Linked DNA regions of Callithrix jacchus: region 2 is linked to region 1. A link is a contact called in public Hi-C data. All regions are on one chromosome and are shown on one strand. Each heading gives the region's core, a stretch centred on a gene start, on an enhancer-like site or on the middle of the called end of the contact. The rest is flanking DNA. Distances are from core to core; before and after follow the strand shown.

Region 1 (4,111 bases), core at 834-3,333:
CAGGAAAAAGAAAGAAAAGCACAGTCAATTAAATCAACTGCCACATTGGAAGGCAATGTCATTTTGGCCACTGGGATGGGAGGATAGTCAGCGGCTCTGGCTCCGAAGCCTGGGATGATTGGAGGGAGGAGCATGGTGGGTTCTTACTGTGCTCTCCAGCATGAGAAAGCAGCCCATCTGACCTGCCTGGGGACCGGGCTTCTCCCAACCTTCCCCAGGGCTCTCCTGATACCCTCTCATCCTCAGGAAGGTGCCACCATCCCCACCGCCCTGGCCTGCCCCACCTAACTCTCTCTGAAGTCCCTGTGAGAAACACTGAATGATTTGGCCTCCGTAGGGCCTTTAAAATAGACTGTGGATCCCCTGCAAAAAAAAAAAAAAAAAAAAAAAAAAAAAGTCCCTGGCTAAAAATAGCTCTCAGCCTCTAAGGGAGAAAAAAAGAAACTGCAGCAAAATTCAACTGGAGCAGTGACTTTCCTATCTCTGATGTTCCGGGTCAGTTCCAGCCCTGGAGAAGGCTGCGAGGGAGAGAGGGGAGGAGGGGGTCCTTCAAGGACAGGGGAAGGATCAGGATCGCAATCTGTGGCAAACATCTCTCTACATTCCCTGACTTGTGGTCACTGGGCCCTGCCTGGTCCAAGCAGCCGGGCAGTGCTCAAGGCAGCAGCAGGGAGCAGCAGATCCCGGGTTGGAAATAGGAGCCGTGCAGAGTGGCCACTGGGGTCCGGGGATGGAGAGGCCCCCAGGCATGGGTGCACTGCCCTAAAGAAGTGCACTCAGTGGAAGCTGGAGTCAGGACCAGATCTGATGCTGAGCGTGCCTCTGAGCCAAACAGCTCGGAATGACTAAGGGGTGAAGGAGTTGCTCTGTCTTGAAGAGCTCCTGCATCTGCACTCAGCTGAGGTGCAAAGAAGCCCTCTGGGAACGGTCACTCGGAAAGTCAGAATTCCTATCCAGGCCTTGAGTGCAGGAGAAGCAGAACCCTGCGGACTTCTTTGTGTGGGATCCTTTCTGTGCTGGCAGTGAGAGAATAGCAGAGAGACATAATTTTACCTGCTAAACATGTTTTAAGGCATACGGAAAGGGTACGTACACACACGCACACACACTTTTCATTTTCAATTCCGAAGGACAGGGTCTGCTTGTTTTGCACTTGCCGAAAAGCTGTCACCGCAACCTGGAGAAAAGTCAGGCTGCAGCTTGAGAAGGAGGAACTCCCGGTGCCTCATTTCAGCTGCGGTAGGCGCCCTCTGAACAGGGAGCTGCATGTGTTGGTCACAGGGACGAGCAAGTGTGAGTAAGGGAATGAGATCGTTGTGGGGTGGAACTCTACACCAAATCCCCAAACTAAATTTTGATAGCTAGTGTTTTGTTATCATAATTTGCCACTGAAGTGTACAGCCACATGCCCACAAAGACCCACACACACACACACACACAATGGAAATTTGTTCCTCAAATAATTACATAGGCAGCCCACCATGGATTCCAACATCACCTGGACTCCTATCTTATCTCCAAAAGCATTAGAAGGTCACCGCCATGCCAAGAAAGGGAACAAAGTGGTTTTTAGGGACTGCCAGATCATTTGTTAGGGACGAAGCAGTTTCCAAAGCTGTAGGGGAAAAAGGGAGTGATGAGAGGGGAAGGGGCCAGGACACCGCGGCAGGTTAGGGCACACGTTCCTGCTCAGCAGGCGCTGTGGCTGCTGTGCTGCCCTCTGTGGTGGTCACAATATGCCTGTCCCCAGAAGACGGCGGTTAACAGGGTGTGCGGTGGCACTCACCAGAGTTCATGACCCATACTTCTCTGCAAGTTCAGGGCAGGGAAAATACCCTCTCAGTCATTTTGTCTTCTTAACTTCAAAACCTGCTTTTCTGTCTTTTTCTTCCTTAGGAATTCCTCTGCCTTCCCCACCCCAAGGGAGCTCATCCTGATCTATGCCACCACATTCAGGGTTGACAGAGACCCGGCCAGAAGCTGGCCAGTCCAAACCCCCAGACCCGCCTCCCCTTTCCTCCAAGACCCTCCTGGGCAAGGAACGTTTGGGTCCTGCCAGCCCAGCCCTCCCCTGCTGGCATCTTCCCCAGCTCCTTGCCCTCTCTCCTGAGCTCATTCCATCTGCAAAGCCAGGATAGCGACCCTTTCTGCTTCTCATCCGTGAATGTGCTTTAAAGAAAGGGAGGAAAACCAAACGACTTAGAAAAGAAACCATCCCCCCTCGCTGCCAAGCCCTGGTTCTCGACGGTGTCTGTGCACATCAAGACGGCAGCGCTGTGCGGGGGCCTGTGCAGTGGTGCAGTGTTTTCTCAGCGGCTTCGCTCACTCTTTTCAGTACTTTTCCTCTTCTCACACCCCGGGGCCTGTGCAGAAATAGCCCTGGGTCCCCCTAGCGGCAGAAGCTCACAGAGCCGACCTGGGACGCTTCCCACATCGTGGTAATTAGCCAGCAGTTTAGTTACAACCACACTCTCATTAACTAACAGCGGGAGAAGACACGGTCCCCGTTTCCTTGGAGACCTAGCAGCGCGTGCTTCTATTGCATTGACTGGGGGCAAAAGCCCCCAGGTGGTTATCTGCGTAGTGTTTACTGCAGCGGATGGAGACCAAGACCTGGTATCACTGTGTTCCAGGCCGGTGCTACTCAAAGTGTGGTCCCTGAGCTACGCATTCAGCATCGCCTGAGAGCTTGATAGAAATGCAAATTCTCCGGCCTCTGATTCGGAGTTTCGGAGCCCAGGAGTCTGCATTTTGATAGGTTCTCCAGCTGATTCTGATCCACCAGGAAGAATGAGGACTGACCTACGCAAAGCATGCCCTGGCATTTTGTTCCTGTTAATCACCGGCAACTTCTCCTGTTTAAGAGCAGAACAAAAAGAAACTGAAAGATACTTCTTCCTTGTCCCAAGCAATATGCAATATTGTAATTATGCAATGATGCAATTATGTTCTCGATTGGAATAATATTGGATACGTATAGTGGATCCATACATGGTGTGGAATAACAATACGATTATGTGTGGATTGGAATGAGAAATGCTTTCTCCCAGGTTTGTCTCTAAGGAGATTCCCCTACCCCTCCCATTGTGGATTGGAATGAGAAATGCTTTCTCCCAGGTTTGTCTCTAAGGAGATTCCCCTACCCCTCCCATTGTGGATTGGAATGAGAAATGCTTTCTCCCAGGTTTGTCTCTAAGGAGAGTCCCCTACCCCACCCATTGTGGATTGGAATGAGAAATGCTTTCTCCCAGGTTTGTCTCTAAGGAGATTCCTCTACCCCCTCCCATTGTCATCCACTTTGCCATCTAAACCCACCTTGGAACAGAGTCACTGAAGCATGTCCAAGAGATGAAGCAGTACCGGGAAATTAGGAGCAGCAAGGACTCTGTCACCAATAGGAAGGCGGCCTCACAGAGCGCCACGAGCTGGCACTGGCCTGGCCGGCACAAAGTAAGCAGGATGAAAAAAGAAACCAGACAGCAGGCGAGTGACTGTTGACACAGGAAATGTAAACCTTAGCCCTGCACTTGCACTTTTCCAGCCAGTGCTGTGCATCAGTTACTGTCAACATTGTTGAGCTCAGAAGGGCTCAGCCTCATTTTGATGAGTCGACTGGTTCTAAGAGGCAATCTCATTTTATTTTAACCGGTGTTGTTTTTTTTTTTTAAATTGCTTGCTTATGTGGGGGATAGGGCCACTTTTGATACTATTCAAACTGCAGAAAGTAGCAAGTTGGTGACAAATGACCCATAACACAGGAAGAAAAAGTGAACATACCACTGTCTGTTGCAGGAGGAAACTTGGAGATCACCGAAATCAACTTCCTGCTTGCCAGACAGGGAAACCGAGTCCCTGAGTGGAAGACTGACACTGGAGGAAAAAGGGTTGTGTGCAAGATCACCTTTCCATGCCTCCCCTCCTCACTTCAGATCTAATGAAGTGCCTCCTCACTTCAGGGAGTCATTGAAAATAATTCAGCCTCATTCTTAGCCTGGTGACATTGCAGGAAATCTGTGAGCAAGTGGTGTTTAATTTGACCTGGAAAATCATTTTTCCAAAAGATACCTGATCTCTTTGCTGTGTCATCTCCTGGTCCCTACAGATAATTTCC
Region 2 (4,111 bases), core at 943-3,442, 150 kb before region 1:
GGTTCTCTCTCTTCCCTGTCTCAGTTGTGTAACCTCATAGTTTCAGAATGTTTAAGCTAGAGGAGACCTCGTTCAAGCTCTCCTGTTCAGTGCATGCTCAGAGAGGGTAGACATCAGGTCTAAGGTCACACAGTCGCTTAGTGGCCCAGCAGAGACCAGAGCCTAATCCTGTAGTGCACAATTCTGATGTGTCACAGTTCTTCATCTTTTTCTACCTCCCTGTGCCACCACTCATGCCTTCTAACCTCCACTGAAATGGCCTTTCCTTTGCCATTCAAAAAGGCTGGGAATGGAAAAAAGAGGCAGACAAATGAAAAGATGGAGAAGGGAGTCAAATTCACATTTCACATGAGAAAATGTGCCATTTGATTTCAGATCACAGTCCTTGAAGGTGGAAACCGCGTTTTCACTGCCTACCCTGAAGTGCCTGCACCACGGAAGTGAGAGTAAATGCCTGTCAGGCCATCGGTTGGCATTTTCCCCACATCACATGCATGTAAGGCACATACATATGAGGCACATGGCCAGGGAGTCCACCTGTGTTCCTTCCCCAGACAGAGACCTTCAGACCACCGTCTATGTAAGCAAAGGGTATGTGGTGATCACAGAAAGGGATGGGCTGGACCTCCAAGAGCATTTAGTAAGACTCCATTACAAACAGATTTTAGGAGAATGAAGCCCAGAGAGGTAAAGACACTGTCTGACGTCACAGAGGAAGTTAGCTCCTATCTGAGGACTAGAACTCAGCCTTTCAGACTTCAAGTCCTGCGGTTGGGTGCCAAAGGAAAAGTGGGAATAGTTACTGGGTACAGAAAACAGAAAGAACAAATAAGATCTAGTATTTGATACCACAACGGAGTGATAATAGTCAATATTGATTTAATTGTAACTAAAAGAGTATAATTAGATTGTTTGTAACACAAAGGATAAATGCTTCAGGTGATGGATATCCCATTTTACCCTGTTGTGAACACTACGTATACGTTTACTCCATAAACATATACACCAACTACGTACACACAAAAATAAAAAATAAAATACAAACAAATCTATATGTGATACTTCACACACACACACACACACACACACACACATACACACACACACGCATGCATGCATAAAGGACCCCTATTCCAAGGGGAACAAAGACTCACAGCAGTCAGGCCCAGCAAGATGCACTCTCTGTAGTGGGAACTGAATGACCCTAAGGGAGGCACCTGTCCAAAGGTAAGGCCACACCTGAAATCCATCAATTCAATCGCGTATGGTGAGGCATGCCCAAGGCCTGCAAGATAGCAATGTATTTAAAAGGCTCATCTTTACATTTGCAGGAGGCTACGTGGTCTGGGGTCTATCGCACAAGAAAGGGGGCAGAAGGAAGACAGGAAGAAGTCCTGAAGATCAATTTTGCTTCCTTCATAACTCCACAGAGGACAGGAGCCACAGTCTTCCCAACCCGACTCCTTCCCTCTAGAGCAACTGGAGAGACAGGGAAATTCCTGCCTTTAGAGATCTGCAGGAGGGAGCTAAGGGCAAGGAGATGCTGCTGCTGTGGCTGCTCCTTGGCATCTGTTTTCTGTTCACGAATAAACTTCTCTCAGTCCCCTGAGGAAGGGTGGATTGGGGGGAAGGACGCGGAGCCTCTCAGAATCTTTTCATCCAGGGATGTGAGTGGGTTTTTATATTTAGCAGATGACTCACCTCCAAGCACATTAGTCACTACCTCCCAGCTCCATTCTGGCAGTCTGGGTGCTGGAGATCGCAGTGGGGTGAGATCAGACAGGAGATCGGGAGAAAGAGCAAGAGAGCCCAGGGGAGGCAAGAGACTGGGATATTAATGTGAGAGGAAGTGAGATTAGCGCCCCGAAGCGGAAGGCTCGAGGAAAGAGGGCGGCCAAGTCATGCTCAGCAGAGAAGTTCCAGCGAAGTTCTGGCTCAGCCTTGCCCCAAACACTTCTCCGTGGGAGAGGGAGAGAAGAGAAGGGCAAGATCCAGAGTGCCCGGCTCAGCTGCCCACGAGCCCTCCAAGGGTTCCCTCTTGGCAATGAGGGCAGCTCACTAGCCTGGACCCCATCCATTAGCCAGCTCTGGCCATGACAGAATGCAAAGATGACTGCAGGACAGCCAGAGAAGGGGTTTTCAGAGAGTGCCACTAGAACATGCTGGGGCCAGGAGCCTGGGCAGCACAGAAAAAGAGAGCGTCCATGAAAGATGCTCTGCGCCATGAGAGAGGAAGGACCGCAGAGGAAGGAGGAGCATATGGGGTCTAAGGCAAAGGCTCTCAACTGTGGTCCCTGGGCCCCCTGGGTCAGAAGACCCTGGAGCACTTGTGAGCAATGAGGACTCCGGTCCCATTCCAGACCTGTGCCCTCCTCTGTGGGGATTCAAAGAACCTGCTCTCACTAGGCCCCAGGGGGTTCTCAGGAACACTGGGATGCAAAGCTCTCAGGTCTGGAGCAGGAAGGCTGCATCCCAGGGCTCCGATTCCTACTCAATGTGAGATAAAGGCCATTGGTACTCTTGATTTTGCCTCAGTTTATCATTCAAAGAATGAGACGCCCACTTCAAGGATTCTTCTAATATTTAAAACAAACAAACAAAAAAACAACAGGAAAGGGATACAAAGTTGGCTATAGTTTATACTTCTTAACTGGGTCGGAACTGCGTCAGGTCTCAGTAGAGGAACACTACCCCTGGCTGGATCCCACAGCTCCGGAAAGGACGAAGGTCACCCCGAAGCAAGCTCCCTTTCTTTCTCACTGACCTGCAAGGTGGGTACCGTTACCCAGTGGTCGAGGAGAGGAGATAGAGGCCGAGAAGTAAGTGACTTGTCCATGAGTGGATGGCCGACACCAACAGCAGGACTTGAAGTCAGGCCCAGAGCCCATGGTTTGGTTTTGTTTTTTTTTTTTTACTTCTCCAAACTGCCACTTCGCTTTGTCACCAGGATCCTCTGGGTCACTTAACAGAACTGCCAGCTTCTTGCCAATATAGTCAGGGTATTGGTTTCTCCCTCACACCTTTCCCCTCTTCCTCCTCCTTCTCTGCACTGTGGCCCTAATTTTTAAAAGGCTGCATTTGGCTCTCCTTATGGAATTCTCCTGGCCTTGATTCTTGGTCCACTTCCTTCCATTCTAGTGCCCATGTCGTCCAAGGCTATATGAAGCTCCACTTGGAGGATCCAGGCCCACACCTTCTCCACTGCCCCACTACCTGCTGTACACTGCTATGCCCAATCAGCCCACAGGGGCCTGAGTCTGTTTTCCCTGAAGCTTGGTTAGAGTTCTTGCTGACATTCTTGGCTTTCCTAGACTCTGGGCTCTCTGAGGACAGGGCTTGTGTCTTCTCATTTGTGTCATCTTTCTTGAGATAAGCAAATAAACATGATGCAGATGTGGAAGGGGGTGGAAAGTTGCTAGCAGAGTCCTTGGAGAACCCATTTTCACATTCCTGATCTCCAGCTTCAGTTATTCTATCTAGAAATTGGAGAAAATATCATCGACATCACAGGAAGAGTTGGGAGGATTGAATGAGATAGCCCCTACTGAAGGTGACTAACAAAGTGTTGGCTCACAGCACACATCCATAAACTGGTAGAACAAGCTAAATTAACTTTGTGCTAGTGTAAGCTATGCGTGTATCAGAAAATGAAAGGGGTGCATTAAAAATAACAGCTCCCCACCATGTGCCAGACACAATGCTAGATGCTTTGGCTATGTCACCTTGTAATATTCACATCAATCCTCTGTCACAGAAGAAGAAGTTGAAGCTCAGAGAGGTCAAGTTACACACTCAAAGTCACACAGCTAGCAAGTGGCCAACCTGTGCTTCAAAAGGACGCTTGTCTTTCCCCAAAGTTGGGGCTCATTCCTTTAAGCAACAATGCTCCAAACCATCTGGGAGATGTAGAAGAGATAGGATTTTTTTCCAATAGAGTTTTGAAGAAGGCTGTGGGAGGCTACAGGAGGGAAGACAGACAGCGAGCTACAATACAACTTTGGACACTCTTTAAGAATGGGTGGCTTCACTGGAGAAAGGAGGCTGAGTTGTGCACCATTGTCACAAGCAAAGTAGAAGCCATGTCAAGGCTGAGTGTATCCAGCAGGTGATC

The links. A called contact is a pair of places that touch in the nucleus more often than the background predicts.
Region 2: a contact with region 1 is called in a Hi-C map of skeletal muscle, with 11 times the contacts expected there. The contact joins two enhancer-like sites. A contact is called at or near these places in 3 of 3 Hi-C or Micro-C datasets (induced pluripotent stem cells and skeletal muscle).

The regions. Positions count from the first base shown.
Region 1 is chr9:18,447,488-18,451,598 of calJac240_pri, reverse strand. The region is part of intron 1 of LOC128928525 (a long non-coding RNA gene); the gene reads left to right. Among named protein-coding and RNA genes, the nearest start is that of KCNA6, 46 kb to the right of the region's middle. Within about 2 kb of position 2,083, at least 2 of the 16 cell types and tissues checked have an H3K27ac peak or open chromatin away from gene starts, as enhancers often do.
Region 2 is chr9:18,602,237-18,606,347 of calJac240_pri, reverse strand. No RefSeq gene overlaps it. Among named protein-coding and RNA genes, the nearest start is that of KCNA5, 47 kb to the left of the region's middle. Within about 2 kb of position 2,192, at least 5 of the 16 cell types and tissues checked have an H3K27ac peak or open chromatin away from gene starts, as enhancers often do.